3 separate regions of the Mus musculus genome follow, and all the other regions are linked to region 2. Evidence: chromatin contacts called from public HiChIP or PLAC-seq data. All regions are on one chromosome and are shown on one strand. The core of a region is the stretch at or near the end of the contact, and the rest is flanking DNA. Distances in the headings are between cores, read along the strand shown.

Evidence for each region. HiChIP or PLAC-seq counts read pairs in DNA pulled down with a chosen protein or histone mark.
Region 1: an H3K27ac HiChIP or PLAC-seq map of embryonic stem cells shows a contact between it and region 2, with 2.5 times the contacts expected there. The contact joins the promoter of Syap1 here to the enhancer-like site in region 2. A contact is called at or near these places in 3 of 39 promoter capture datasets (hippocampal neurons, pre-B cells and stem cell-derived epiblast-like cells), 2 of 484 Hi-C or Micro-C datasets (cortical neurons and embryonic stem cells) and 1 of 115 datasets of contacts at active chromatin or transcription factors (embryonic stem cells).
Region 3: an H3K27ac HiChIP or PLAC-seq map of embryonic stem cells shows a contact between it and region 2, with 5 read pairs. The contact joins two enhancer-like sites. A contact is called at or near these places in 1 of 39 promoter capture datasets (cranial neural crest) and 3 of 115 datasets of contacts at active chromatin or transcription factors (bone marrow-derived macrophages, embryonic stem cells and microglia).

What each region holds. Positions count from the first base shown.
Region 1 is chrX:162,886,340-162,890,966 of GRCm38.p6, reverse strand. Syap1 (synapse associated protein 1) reads left to right here and starts at 2,505. Exons shown (of 9, transcript NM_025932.2): 1 at 2,505-2,898. The coding sequence starts at 2,682.
Region 2 is chrX:162,503,376-162,507,770 of GRCm38.p6, reverse strand. Reps2 (RALBP1 associated Eps domain containing protein 2) reads left to right here. Exons shown (of 18, transcript NM_178256.4): 12 at 119-164; 13 at 3,864-4,000. Among named protein-coding and RNA genes, the nearest start is that of Reps2, 140 kb to the left of the region's middle. Within about 2 kb of position 2,475, at least 8 of the 459 cell types and tissues checked have an H3K27ac peak or open chromatin away from gene starts, as enhancers often do. A contact at or near this core is called in embryonic stem cells, where this site is marked.
Region 3 is chrX:162,829,117-162,834,066 of GRCm38.p6, reverse strand. Txlng (taxilin gamma) reads left to right here and starts at 4,613. Exons shown (of 10, transcript NM_178935.5): 1 at 4,613-4,828. The coding sequence starts at 4,727. Within about 2 kb of position 1,751, at least 25 of the 459 cell types and tissues checked have an H3K27ac peak or open chromatin away from gene starts, as enhancers often do. A contact at or near this core is called in embryonic stem cells, where this site is marked.

The DNA.
Region 1 (4,627 bases), core at 1,256-3,755, 380 kb before region 2:
AAAAAAGAAAAGAAAATGGGTGATGATAAATTTTGAATTTTGACCACAATTTAAACATGATTTCACAATTCCTTGATCTCATCAGCTTCCTAAGGTCCAAGTTACCATTTATATGTGTGTCATCATTTTTTTTAATTAAGAGTCATTTTTTTTAAGATTTATTTATTATATGTAAGTACACTGTAGCTGTCTTCAGACACTCCAGAAGAGGGCGTCAGATCTTGTTACAGATGGTTGTGAGCCACCATGTGGTTGCTGGGATTTGAACTCTGGACCTTCGGAAGAGCAGTCGGGTGCTCTTACCCACTGAGCCATCTCACCAGCCCGTGTGTCATCATTTTTAAATGTGTTTGCTGAATTAGTATTCAAATAAAATGCACAGTTGTGGACTGTGAGTATGTAGCTCCATCGGTATAGTATAGACCTAGCATAGAGAAGGCAGCGAGTTTGATTCCCAGAATCAGATAAGAAAGGCTTGGTGAGTGTGGTAGAGAATCCAAGACAAGGCCAGCCTGATTACTTGAGACCCTATATTTAAAAGAAAAAAAGAAAAACCCTCACTGTGTAACCCTAGCTGTACTATATAGGTGAGGCTGGCCTTGAACTCAGATCTGACTGCCTCTGCCACCCAAGTGTTGGGATTAAAAGTGTGTGCCACTGTGCTAGGCTTTGAGACCCTGTCTTTAAATGAGTATTCGAGGGTTTTCTTATTTTAATCTTTTTTAAGATTTATTTATTTATTTATTTATTTATTATATGTAAGTATACTTCAGCTATCTTCAAACATACCAGAAGAGGGCATCTGATCTCATTACAGATGGTTGTGAGCCACAATGTGGTTGCTGGGATTTGAACTCAGGACCTTTGGAACAGCAGTCAGTGCTCTTAACCGCTGAGCCATCTCTCCAGCCCTATTTTAATCTTTATTATGCTTTATTTAGTGTGTGGGGTTTGGGGAGAACACAATGCACACTGATACAGACAAGAGAACAAGTTTCAGGAGTGGGCTATTTTCTTCTGCCATGTGGAGATCAGGGCTGAGCACGTAAACTACCAGGGTTTTAAATTCTAAGTGCCACTCATTTGGTTGTTTGGGAAAGGGTCTCATGTAGCTCTGGCTTGTGTTGAACTCAAGATCCTCCTGCCTCAGCTTCCTGAATGCTGAGAATACAAGCATGTATCACCCCATTCAGCCAGGTCTATTCCATATGTGTGCGCATGATTTGCTGTGTTGGGCATGTGTTTTAGCAGTCTACCACTGACTGAGCTTCAGTCCCAGTAAGTTCTCTAAGCTATTGTGTGAAATACTTTAAATTTTATTTATGGTATAGGTAGTCACAGAGCCTGTGTAGAGATCAGAGGACAGAGAACCTGCAAGGGTCAGTTTTATCAGATAGGTACCAGGAATCAAACTCAGGTTGCCAAACTTGGTGGCAAGTACCTTTACCTGCTAATCCATTTTACCTACCCACTGTAAACCAATTTTTAATCTATAAGTACCCCACCCCAACTTCTTCCTTACAATTAATTTCCTTTCTTTCTTTCTTTCTTTTTTTTTTTTTTTTTTTTTTGGTATTTTGAGACAGGGTTTTTCTGGCTGTCCTGGAACTCACTTTGTGGACCAGGCTGGCCTCGAACTCAGAAATCCTCCTGCCTCTGCCTCCCGAGGGCTGGGATTAAAGGCATGTGCCACCACGCTCAGCTGATTTCCTTCCTTTTTTCCTTTAGGTTTTTTTTTTTTTTTAATGTTCTGCTCTTGACACAAGAACTTAGGTAGCCCAGGCTGGCCTAAATCACTATGCATTACTCCCAGCTTTGGGTTAAACTCAGGAGGAGGCTTGAGGCCTCCTTTTCCAAGGGTGGGGGTGTAACCCGGTCCAGCTGGCCCTAAAAAAGGAGGCTGTCATCTCGAGGTAATCACAAAGTGAGACCAGGTAGGAGAGCCCCCAAAGATGCCAACCACACACCTATAAAGCTGGGGAAAATAAGCCGGGCGTGGTGGCGCACGCCTTTAATCCCAGCACTTGGGAGGCAGAGGCAGGCGGATTTCTGAGTTCGAGGACAGCCTGGTCTACAAAGTGAGTTCCAGGACAGCCAGGGCTACACAGAGAAACCCTGTCTTGAAAAAGCCAAAAACAAAACAAAACAAACAAACAAACAAAAAACAAAGCTGGGGAAAATAGAAAAGTGGGTAGAGAGCAAGAAGAGCTCAGCGGAGAAAACCCTTTTGGCCCTTAGCCTCTTTTCCAAAAGCAGGGGGAGGCGGGGAGGCGGGGAGGCGGGGAGGCGGGGAGGCGGGGAGGCGGGGAGGCGGGGAGGCGGGGAGGCGGGGAGGCGGGGAGGCGGGGAGGCGGGGAGGCGGGGAGGCGGGGAGGCGGGGAGGCGGGGAGGCGGGGAGGCGGGGAGGCGGGGAGGCGGGGAGGCGGGGAGGCGGGGAGGCGGGGAGGCGGGGAGGCGGGGAGGCGGGGAGTCGATGCAGAGGGGGCGGAGCCTTAGCCGGACATGACGCATGCGCGGCCAGCTGAGCCGCCGTCAGAGAGGGTGGGCCAAGCTTCGGGAGGTCTCCGGTTCCGGTCAGTCTCCCTCGAAGACCAGCGGAGTCGGATCAGCCAGTGGTTAAGGGTGCCAGGGCTCTTGGGCGAGGGGACCGCGGCAGAGGCGGCGGTGACCCCGCGGGCGGGATGTTCGGAGGGTTGAGCAGTTGGCTGGGCTTGAAGCCGCCCGAGGGGGCGGCGGCGGAGGGAGAAGAGCCTCCCAGCCGGGACGGGGACAAGCTGTCCGCGGGAGCCGCGCCTTCTGAGGAGAGCCCCGAGCGGCCCGTGGAGCCCACTGAGGAGCAGCAGCAGCAGCCGCCGACGGAGGACCCACAGTTCCTCCACCAGGCCAAAGGCCTTGGCAGTGAGTTCTCTCTGGGACCTGAGAGTGGACTGGGAGGGGACGCGGGGATGTTGATGTACGAGGAGGGGGACGGTCCTCTCTGACATGGGCTAGTTGGCTAAGGAGCTGGACAACGCCAAAGTTCACCAAGCAGTCACTTCATCTCCTCGACGTGCCTAAGGACTTGTCGCTTTCCTGCAAAGTTTGTAAACTTGGGAAGCCGGAAAGCGATCAGTGTGCTGCTGTCTTCAGGGTTTTGACAAGGAATTCGGTTTGTTCAACTTGAAAACGTTCATTTGAATCTCCAACTCTGACTCCCAGCTAGAATTGGTTTAGAAAAATGCCTTTTGTCCCAAGAAAGGACTGAAAGGTATTGTCTAAAGTAACTTCGTTAAGTTACTCGAGCCGTGGTGGTGGCTCACGCCTTTAATCCCAGTACTCAGGAGACAGAGGCAGGCAGATTTCTGAGTTCGAGGCCAGCCTGGTCTACAGAGTGAGTTCCAGGACAGCCAGGGCTATACAGAGAAACCCTGTCCAAAAAAAAAGTTACTCGAGCCATAGTCATTCATGCCTTCTTTTGATTTTTTTGAAGCAGGGTCTCAATCAGCCCTAGATGGTTTCGAACTTGCCATAAAGTCAAGGATGACCTTGATCCTCTCACCTCTGCTTCCCTGTCGCTTCGCGATCAGTATTTTTTTTTCTTTTCCCCTTTCAGCAGGACCTTTTTCCCTTAAGGTGGGAAAGAAGGTGCCAATTGTCTGCTATACTCAAGTTCCAGTGCTAGATCTTTGGTGAATAATAAATCCCTCATTTCATCTATTCACAATCCCCAAGGGGTTGGGGAAACAAGTCCAGCGTTTTACTGATAGTAGTACAAGTAGATTTTGAGCCAAAAATCTACCTGATTTCACTTTCCAATTTTATTATCCAGTTGAACAAACAGTAGTTCTTAAGAATATAAATACCTGCTGTATTAATTCTCGAGAGACTTTGGCAGGCTTACATAGTTAAAGAATGTGATTTGGGGGGAGGTGGGCCCTAAGCAGAAGTAAACATAAGAGAATTGCAACAAAAATATCTACTAAATTTTGTGAGGCTTTTTGTTCTTTTTGAGATAGCCAAAGCTGGCTTCAAATTCATATGGCCAAGGCTGGCCTTGAACCCAGCCCTCCTTCCTCTCTCCCGATTACTGGAGCTCACCACCACACAGCCACGAAATTTTGAAAGTTTTAAGGACTTATCAAGTCAATTAAGGGTGTCAAAGAACAAAGACGCACAGACTTCAGCAGGAAAGGTCCTATTGTTCAAAATGTTTGACTGTAAGTTAGAGGCATAGGGGAAATAGCCACAGTATCAAATTTTAACAGTACATTATCTCAGCCAAGACTCCCGAAGACTGGACAAGGAAAATAAAACTTAGTGTGATACCATGAAATCACTAGAAAAAGAGGATGACTATTTGCAGCTTAGAAAATTGGGAAAGAGTAGATTTGGAATATTTAAGGAATGTGAGAAGGGTTCACTGGAGCAGAGGTTGTAGTGTAGTTGGGATAGATTAACGTGGGATAAAAGTCAAGTATGGTGGTGACATAGGCCTGTAACCCCAGTATTTTGGGGTCTTAGGAAGATCAGCAGCAGTTCAAGGCCACATGAGACAAAAAACAAAAAAGCTGGCCAGGTGATAGTGGCTCTTGCCCTTAATCCCAGCACTTGGGAGGCAGATGCTGGCAGATCAGGTCTACAGAGTTGG
Region 2 (4,395 bases), core at 1,226-3,725:
GTACATCAACCTCAGTTTTGCGTGTTGCTGCGTTCTGTACTAGCCTAGGTGCTACTTACTACCCTGATTAGCTGAGAAATGAGAAGCCAAGCAACCAACAAATAATCTTTTGTTTCAGCAACTTCTAAGGACTACAACAGTCTCAAAGCAAGACCAAGATCCAGGTAGTGTTTATTTAATTTCTCATTTGGTGCCTGTTGTGCCTTTTCCCTGCCTAGAAGTAAATAAAAATCCCCCAAACCACATCCAAATCACTATCTGGTTTACCTTTCGATTTAAATCTAAAGATGTGGGTCATTTCACTTCTCAAGAGTGGCCTGCCTCGATTACACAGTGATGCTGGAGAGCCTTTTAGTCTTTGTGGGCATTAGTGCTAGAAGATGGTGGCTAGGTGTTATCTGGACCCCTGACAGGAAGTAGTTTGTGTAACATGACTGAGCTGGGGTAGGTGTATAGCTTTGTTAAGAGAGAATTAGGGCTAAAAGGCAACAACTAACATTTCTGTGAATGTGAACACCGAAACAGTAAGAACTCAGGAACAGAAAATCTATAGAAGGGAAAATGTTTATGGTGACTTCAAGGAGGCACCGGGCTTCAGGTAAGCACTACCTAGAGTCTGTGTGAGCCATTCTTGGTGTCTTTTCTCAGCTTCACAGTTCTAAAATAGCCATCAACAAAAGAGGAGAACCAAAAGAACAGAGCGTGGCTGTTATCAGCTTTGGAATGGAGGAGCAGAGGGGAAATCCAGAGACACCGAAAGAGCTAGGACACTGAAGACAAGAAATATCGGGGCCACTTTTAAGCAGTAGAGCTGTAGTGTAGTATGGGCTACCACATGGTTGGTTGTGTTTTTTGTTTGTTTGTTTGCTTTGCTTGGCTCTAACCCTCAGGGACTTCTTTTCCTCCTTCAGCTTCAGCTCCTCTCCACCACTCCGCAAGTTGATTTAAACCATATCATATTTTATGCACTTGAAAGTTAAGGAACACTACCTAAATGTAAATCAAACAATTTAGGCTTCACTTTCTTGTTCATATAGGCCACAGATACTTATATTAATATATATTTTAAACAACAATTTCAGTAAAAAGAAAAGTATGGTCACTTTTTCTTTGGTGACCATATTTAATCATTCTTTTTTCTTTTAAGGATTGGCAGATTCTTTACATATTAGTCTGTACTAGCTCTGGGATACAGAAATGATAATATTAACCTACATTTACAATAAGAAAGGCCTTCCATGGGCTGGATAGATGGCTCAGTGGTTAAGAGCACTGACTGCTCTTCCAGAGGTCCTGAGTTTAATTCCCAGCAACCACATGGTGGCTCACAACCATTTGCAGTGGGATCTGATGCCCTCTTCTGGTGTGCCTGGAGATAGCAACAATGTACTCATATACATAAACAAACAAACAAATAATCTCTTTTTAAAAAAGAAAGGCCTTCCATGAATTGCAGAAATGAGCTGATGTATACTATATTAGCCACAAACAACTTCATAAATATGGCTTTGATATATACGATATTAGCCATTGAATTGAACTTCATAATATAGCTTTTGATGAGTTCTTCTCTCCTCTCACTATGAATGAAAGTACAAAATCCCAAAGGCACATCCTCCACTAGTAATGGACTGGACAAATTTAATGTATTATTCTTTCAGAGGTTGGACCCTTGGTCCAATATGGATAATTTTATTTTCCTTATTTCTAACGGATTATTTACTGAGATCAAGACTGTCAAACCATCTTTATTCTCATTTGTCAAGTGGTAAGAATTTGTAGAAGTATAAGGGTAAGAGGGAAAATGACCATTCTGCTATGATGTTGTCCATCATTTTGCCGATCCCTTGCACATTATGTTTTGGTTTACCTGGTCACAGTCATGCCATACAGTCTTACTTATTTGATATTGATTACCTTTCCATGTAAAAATATAAACATGGAGATCATATACAGGAAGGAAGTGTGGGATAGTATGTATATGTATGTACATATATGAGTATGGGATAGTATGTATATATGTGTACAAGCATATGCATGCTCACACAAACTGATACACTTATGTTTCTATACTTATTTTTTCTTCCTTGTGTAGAACATGTCACCAAAGCTGTACATGGCATAGAAAGCTTTTTTTTTTTAAACTTCTAGCTAGGAACTCTAGCTTACTTGATGAACAGTTGTTGATTCCCTTTGGTTCTGTTTGACAGAGTTAGAGAATTTTTCCCTTAGCTCTAGTCTTTGTTTGCCTTGACTGTCTAGCCAGATACAGTACAAGAATCAAACAAAGAGAATTCCCCCAAACCATTATTATGGTTGACTTAAAGACTGCTTCCTTGCAAGACAAACAAAACCTGTAGACACCACAGAAAGACCTTTGGGAAGCTTTTGTTTTTTGAAAAGAAAAACATTGCCTAGCAACATTTGACTATGAATTGGACCTCTTGGGACCCTGCCCCTCCCTGCTGAACTATTGGTTACTGACGGATTCTGGAAGAAGAGCAGCCATTGTGTCTAGTTGCATACCCACCAAGGAGTTCACCAGGCACAAATCGAAAGTTTCAAGTCTGTAGTCACACAATAAACCTCAGTGGGTCTAATGAGCAAAGAAACAAAACAAAATAACAAGCAAAAAACCTCATGAATGTGGGAAGGAGACTTGGGAAGAAGCAGGAATAGTAGAAATGGGAGGGAATTTAGAGAGGGGGCTGTAATAATCCACATGCACATTACACATATATGAAGTGGTCAAAGAACAGACCTAACAAAAGTTCAAAGCAAGCAAAACTTTGCTTTGTCAAAAACAGCTTTACCAAAACTAAAGGAGTTTAATAGCCATCGATCAACTCTGATTTAGTAAGAACTGTTGTAATAGCTAATTACAAAAGCAAGTTTCCTGAAGGTAATTTCTTTCTCAGATGTATCTTGCTTCAGAGGTAATTTTCTGCTTTCTGCTTTGTCATGAAGTCAGCTGAGAAAGTGAACAGCAGAGATGGACACACATATCTCCGTGTTTTTCCTGATCATCATATTAGGAACTCGTCCATATTAATAAACCAAAAAGTATGTTATTGCATTAACATAGAAAACAAGTATGTTGCCAATATCCTAGCTACTACTCCAGGAAGATTTACTCTCTGTTTCACAAGCACTGAACCAACACCTTAAAAACTGAAACAGATCAGAGTTTGCAAGATTCTGGCTTTTTCCTTCCATTTTTTTTAAATGCTATTATTATAGTGTCAGAAGTCACCAAGTTAGCTGTGCTTTGCCTCACTTTAAAGCACTTTAAAGAAAGTTCAAGTTAAGCCTTTGCTTTGAAAATTTCCATAAACCCTCTTAGGACAAGGCTGGCTTACCTCCTGAAGCTGATTGCTGTGTTTCCCTTTCTGAATGAAGCATCGTTTGTGGTATAAGCCTTGTGTTTGAGTTCTTGGTCAGTGTGGCTGTCTCAATTCCACATTTGCCTGCGATCACACTGTGAGTAAACCAGGGTTTTAATCAGTTAATACCATGAAGCCCTTTTCCTCAAACACAGAAGGCTGCAAGCTGAAAGGCTTATTTACACATTGTTCTTATTAACAACTATCACAGAAACTGATTTGAATTTATATAAACCATTTTTGGAGAAGTTGTAAATTTAGGCCTAATAATATACTAAGGGCAAAAGATCCCAGTAATGGCTGGGTTTGGACAATTATTATACGCAATGGCATTTAAGGGACAGTAGAATTTCTAGCTGCCCTTTGGCACCTTGCCTGTTCTCTGCAGTCATTTTGACATTGGGGTATTCTCTGTTTCCACCCAGCTTCAGGGAATAAAGCTCTGCTCTTTTGCTCTGACCTTCCCTTATTTTGCTACAGATCTTACTCTAGCACCTCCATAGAAGAGGCCATGAAAAGGGGTGAGGACCCTCCCACCCCACCACCACGGCCACAGAAAACCCATTCCAGAGCCTCCTCCTTGGATCTGAATAAAGTCTTCCTGCCCAGTGCGCCAGGTGAAGTGTCCCTCTGCATCTACCCAAGCTGTTCCCTTGCCTGTTGGAGCCAGTGCACATACATCCCTGCTGCAGAGGCCTCTGTGTTAGGGAAAAGAGCACACAGACCTGGCAGCTTTCCTTGCCATGCAAGTCTTTATGTTGCTATGATATTCTTGGGCAGGAAAAAAAAATCCCAGACAGATGCATAGCATATGGGGCTGGAGACTTTCCCACACTGCCAAGAATCAAGAATTATGAAGTTCGTTTTTTTTTTTTTTTTTTTTAAGTAGGAGAACAAAAATGCTTCAACTGCAGACTGCCCACTGTGAGCCTGCCTGGCTGCAGTCTTGTCCTCTATATCATGGTAATTTTAAAGTAAGATCACTGCTATTTTCCTGACACATTATGTGTGT
Region 3 (4,950 bases), core at 502-3,001, 330 kb before region 2:
TCTTATCCTCCCCCTTTTTTCTCAGCAAGTACGTGTTGAGAGCTTTCTCTATGCCTGGCATTTTGTAGGTATCGAGGATACATATATCCCATGCCCCATCCTTGCCCTCACTATCACAGAAGTCCAAAATTTGTAACATGAGCACCTAGGACACTGCCTGGGATTTGGGCTTCCTGGAGGGGAAATCCAAGTTACCCTTTTTCTCTGGGCAGATATCAATTACCCAAGCTCTCAGATCTGACATATAAAGTAAACAAAACCAAAATGAACAAAAATGGTTCCTTATTATCAATGTGTATCACAGAATACAAATATCTCTCTCTCTCTCTCTCTCTCTCTCTCATCAAACCCACACAGCCTGATGCAATTTGATGAGAAGTTTAAAACTAGCTGAATATGGAAGTGCATGCCTTTAAAAACAGTGTTTGGGAGGCAGAAGCAAGTTGGTCTCTATGAGTTTGAAGCCAGCCTGGTTTACATGGACAGGCTAGCCAGCTAGGACTACAAAGGAAGATCCATCTTAAGAAAGAAAGAAAGAAAGAAAGAAAGAAAGAAAGAAAGAAAGAAAGAAAGAAAGAAAGGAAGGAAGGAAGGAAGGAAGGAAGGAAGGAAGAAAGAAAGAAAGAAAGAAAGAAAGAAAGAAAGAAAAGAAAAGAAGAATGAAAGACAAAATAAATGGTAGGAATGGAGGTGTGGTGTGGCTCATAGCTATACTCATAGCACTTGGGAGGGGGAGGTAGAAGTATTGTTGCCAGTTCAAGCTAGCCTGGACTCTAGAGTGAGATGCTATGTATTCAAAAATAGCCTCAAAAGTTAAAATTTTAAACAAAACCAAGGGAAGAAGAATATCACAGTTTAAATATCTTAATAGTCTTGCCTCCAGCTATGAGTTCTGAGGGTGTCCACGTCCTAGATACCTAATGCAGCAGCAGCAGAATTCTCCCTCTGCAGTAGTGATGAGTCTGTCTAGAACGCTTCCTGATTCGCAAAAATGATGGCTAGAACATATGAAAGCTCAGAACTGGGCTTCATAGGCACAGGAGCAGTTTTGTGCCACATGTCCAAGACTAATAAGGTTCTGAATGGGCCTGGAACGTGGCTCAGTCGTTGAGCCCTTGATGGCATGCAGAAGTCCCTCTGGGTTCTGTCCTCATCACTGGAGAAAAAAAGAAAAGAAAAATTCAAGATTTATTTTTATCACGATTAAAACTTTCTTATATGTACTTGTGTGTGTATGTGCCTGTAGTTAGCATGTGCACATGCATGCAGATGCCCTAGGAGGCGATAAGAAGGTGGGTGATGAGCCCGGCATGCTGGCGCACGCCTTTAATCTCAGCACTTGGGAGGCAGAGGCAGGCGGATTTCTGAGTTCAAGGCCAGCCTGGTCTACAAAGTGAGTTCCAGGACAGCCAGGGCTATACAGAGAAACCCTGTCTAGAAAAACCAAAAAAAAAAAAAAAAAAAAAAAAGAAGGTGTGAGATGCCCTGAAATTTTAGTTACAGGTAATTGTGAGCTGCATGGCGCAGGTGCTAGGAACCTAACTGCAGTCCTCTGCAAGAGCCCCAAGCACTCTTAACTGGGAAGCCACCTCTTCAGCTCCTTCCCCCAATGAAAAACAATGCAAATAATAAATAAGGTCCTTTGAATAAACAGACCACTTACCAAGGTCAGAGCTCCAGCCCTCTGTGAGCCCTAGAGAATTCCGGCTTGCTGGGAGCTGTGGTTTGCACGGCCTTTACTCTATTGTCAAGCAAATTTACAAGCACTGTGCTTTAAACAGATACTTCCTGGAACAAAGGTGAAAACAATCACCGAAGACTGTATGGAGTGCCCCTTTAAGACTCAGAAACAAAGACTTGAATCTGTTAGGCCTGGAATCTGAGCTCTCAATAGAATACATTAGCTAGCAGTGGCTGGAGGGCAATGTGGGGTGGTTGGGAAGGTTTGAAGGAAGGGAAGGGAAGGGAAGGGAAGCATTTTGTAATCAAATTATACTTTCAGAAATAGAAAAGGAGCCAAGTGGCAAATGCCTTCAATCTCAGCACTTAGGTTGCAGAGAAAGGCAGATCTTTGTGAGGTCTAGGTTAGCCTGGTCTAGGGAGTTCCGAGACAGTCAGAGCTATGTAAAGAAACCCCTGTCTCAAACAAACAAACAAAAAATCAAAACAAATTGGTTTGATTCATGAAGGGTGTGTGTGTGTGTGTGTGACCTGGCAAAAGCTATCTTTTGTATAGTTTTATAAGTTACATTATCATTGTTGCTACAGTTTATTCTTTGTTTGAGCCCAGGTTTCAAGTACTTTTATCATTTGTGCTACAGTGTATCCCCCGCCCTACCCCCCTTCTCAAGTTACTTTATCATTTGTGCTACAGTGCATTCTTTCTTGAGGTGTGTGTGTGAGAGAGAGACAGGGTCTCACTGTGATAGCTCTGGTTGGCCTGGAACTTGGTATGTAGATATTAAGCAAGACTAGCCTTTTTTTGTTTGTTTGTTTTTCCAGACAGGGTTTCTCTGTATAGCCCTGGCTGTCCTGGAACTCACTTTGTAGACCAGGCTGGCTTGACCGCACTACTCTGCCTGGCCTTGTAACTATGTAGCCAAGATTCTCTTTTCTAGTTGTAATTTTGACTCCCCCAAAGCTGGGATTACAGGCATGCCTAGTTGGCATACTAAACAATCAGAAGTAACTATACTCTCAAATCTCCTGAAAAAATTAACATATTGAGGAGCAATTTTCTTTTCTTTCTCCCTTTTTTTCCCTTTTGTTTTTTTGAAATAGGGTTTTTCTATGTAGTCCAGCTGTCCTGTTATACACCAGTGCCAGGCTTCTTTTCTTTTCTTTCTTTCCTTTTTTTTTTTTTTTTTTTTTTTGAGACGGGGTTATGTAATACTGGCTGGGCCTGAAACTCATTAAGTAGGCCAGACTAGCCTCAAACTCACAGAGATGCACCTGTCTCTGTCTCCTGCATGGGGGTCTCCAAAGGTTGCAACACCACAGCAGGTTAAGGAGTAATTTTCTGACATCTGTTATAAACGTATGAACTGTAAATGAGATTTTCTTTCTAAGTCCAAAAAAACCCCCAAAACTTTGGGCTGGAGAGCACTGACTGCTCTTCCAGATATCCAGATTTCAATTCCTAGCAACTACATGGTAGCTCACAACCATCTGTAATAAGATCTGATGTCCTTCTGGTGTGTCTGAAGACAGCTACAGTGTACATATTTGTTATTATAAATAAATTTTAAAAAGAAGACAGCTACAGGGTACTCATCATATATAATAAGTAAATAAATAAATAAATAAATAAAATCTTAAAAATTTTTTTTCAGCATGGCTGGGTGTGGTTGCACACGCCTTTAATCCCAGCATTTGGGAGGTAGAGGCAGGTGGATTTCTGAGTTCAAGGCCAGCCTGGTCTACAGAGTGACTTCCAGGACAGTCAGAGCTACACAGAGAAACCCTGTCTCAAAAAAACCAAAAAAAAAAAAAAAAAAAAAAAAAAAAAAGAATTTCTTCAACTGAACTGAGCTGGAGTGTAGTTCAGTGGTTGAGTGCAGGTGTTGTATGTATGAGATCCGTGGTTTGATAATGAGCACCACAAAAAAAAAAAATAACAATAAAACCCCCAAACAACATTAATAACAAAACCAACCCTATTTTCTCCTAAGAATTTGCTCATTTGAAATTTTCAGTCCCTCAAGTTATTTAAGTTTTGGCTCCTGGTATCACTGTTTTGTGTTCAACTGTAGGAAAGTATATTTGTACAGATTTTCATAGTGAATTATTTCAATTCCGGATTTTGTGATGGTCAGTGACTTCTAGACACTAGGCCACTAAGGATCTGGTTCCATTAAATAGAAAACAGGGGATATTTCTGAGTGACCTTCTCTAACATATCAAGAAAAAAATAACTGTTTTAGTAAACAGAGTTCGTGATATTTTTAATTAGCAAAACATATGGTGCAAAAAGCAAGACATTTTAAATACGAATTAATCTTGAACTAACATGGAGAACTGTACTTGAAGCCAGATCAGTTGGGCAAAGGTGAATAGGCTTCCAGCCCAAAGGAACTCTGGACAGTTAAACCTTGGGGAGAACTCTGGTAGAGAGGCTGTACTCTGGGCAAGTGTCCAATGTTCCAAATTCTGAGACTGCATCTCCCACCTCGAAAATAGCGAAGTTAAAAGAGTCTCTTATTCTCAAATTATACTTGCACAATTATGAAGAAGAGCAAAAAAAGCAAAACCACAAAGAAGTGTCTCTGATTCTATTCCTTCTCAAACTCTGGAAGATTTTAAAACTTTTCTTGTAGGTTAATAACGACTACTTTCCGGTACCGCGACATTGCCGCTCAGAGACTACAAGCCCCAGAAGGCTGCACACTCAGCACAGCGGGTACTCTTCCCCCAGGACGCTCCTATCCGGATTCATGGCTGGACGCCGGGGCCGCACATTCTTCTGGGACTCGTAGTCTACTCCCTTTCCCGGTCCGCGCAGACTCCAGCGGCCTCTGTCTGCCCTTCGGCCCTAACAGAAGCCCAGCCCAAAATTTTACGCTCCCCACCCCCAACAAACTGCCTTTCCTCAGGAGCCAACCTCCTCCGGTCACGTGAGAAGACTCTCACGCTACGATTGGTTGGGGTGTAAAGGGGGCGGGGCTGAAGCCCCTGAGAGGTTCCGTGCCCCTGGTCCAGCCGCTTGTTTGGCTGCTGCCGTCACCTCATGGCGACTCGGCTTGAGGAGGTAACGCGAGGAAGAGGCGGCGGTACTGAGGAGGCTAGTGAGGGCGGACGGGGCGGACGGCGACGTAGCCCCCCGCAGAAGGTCAGTGGAGGGGACGCCTTCGTTGTGGTTGGGTCGCGGGGATGATTGGGTTACCCTTTTTGGGGTTCACCTCTTCACTTACCCCTTTACCTTTAGCTACGGGACGAACATCCGGCCCGTTC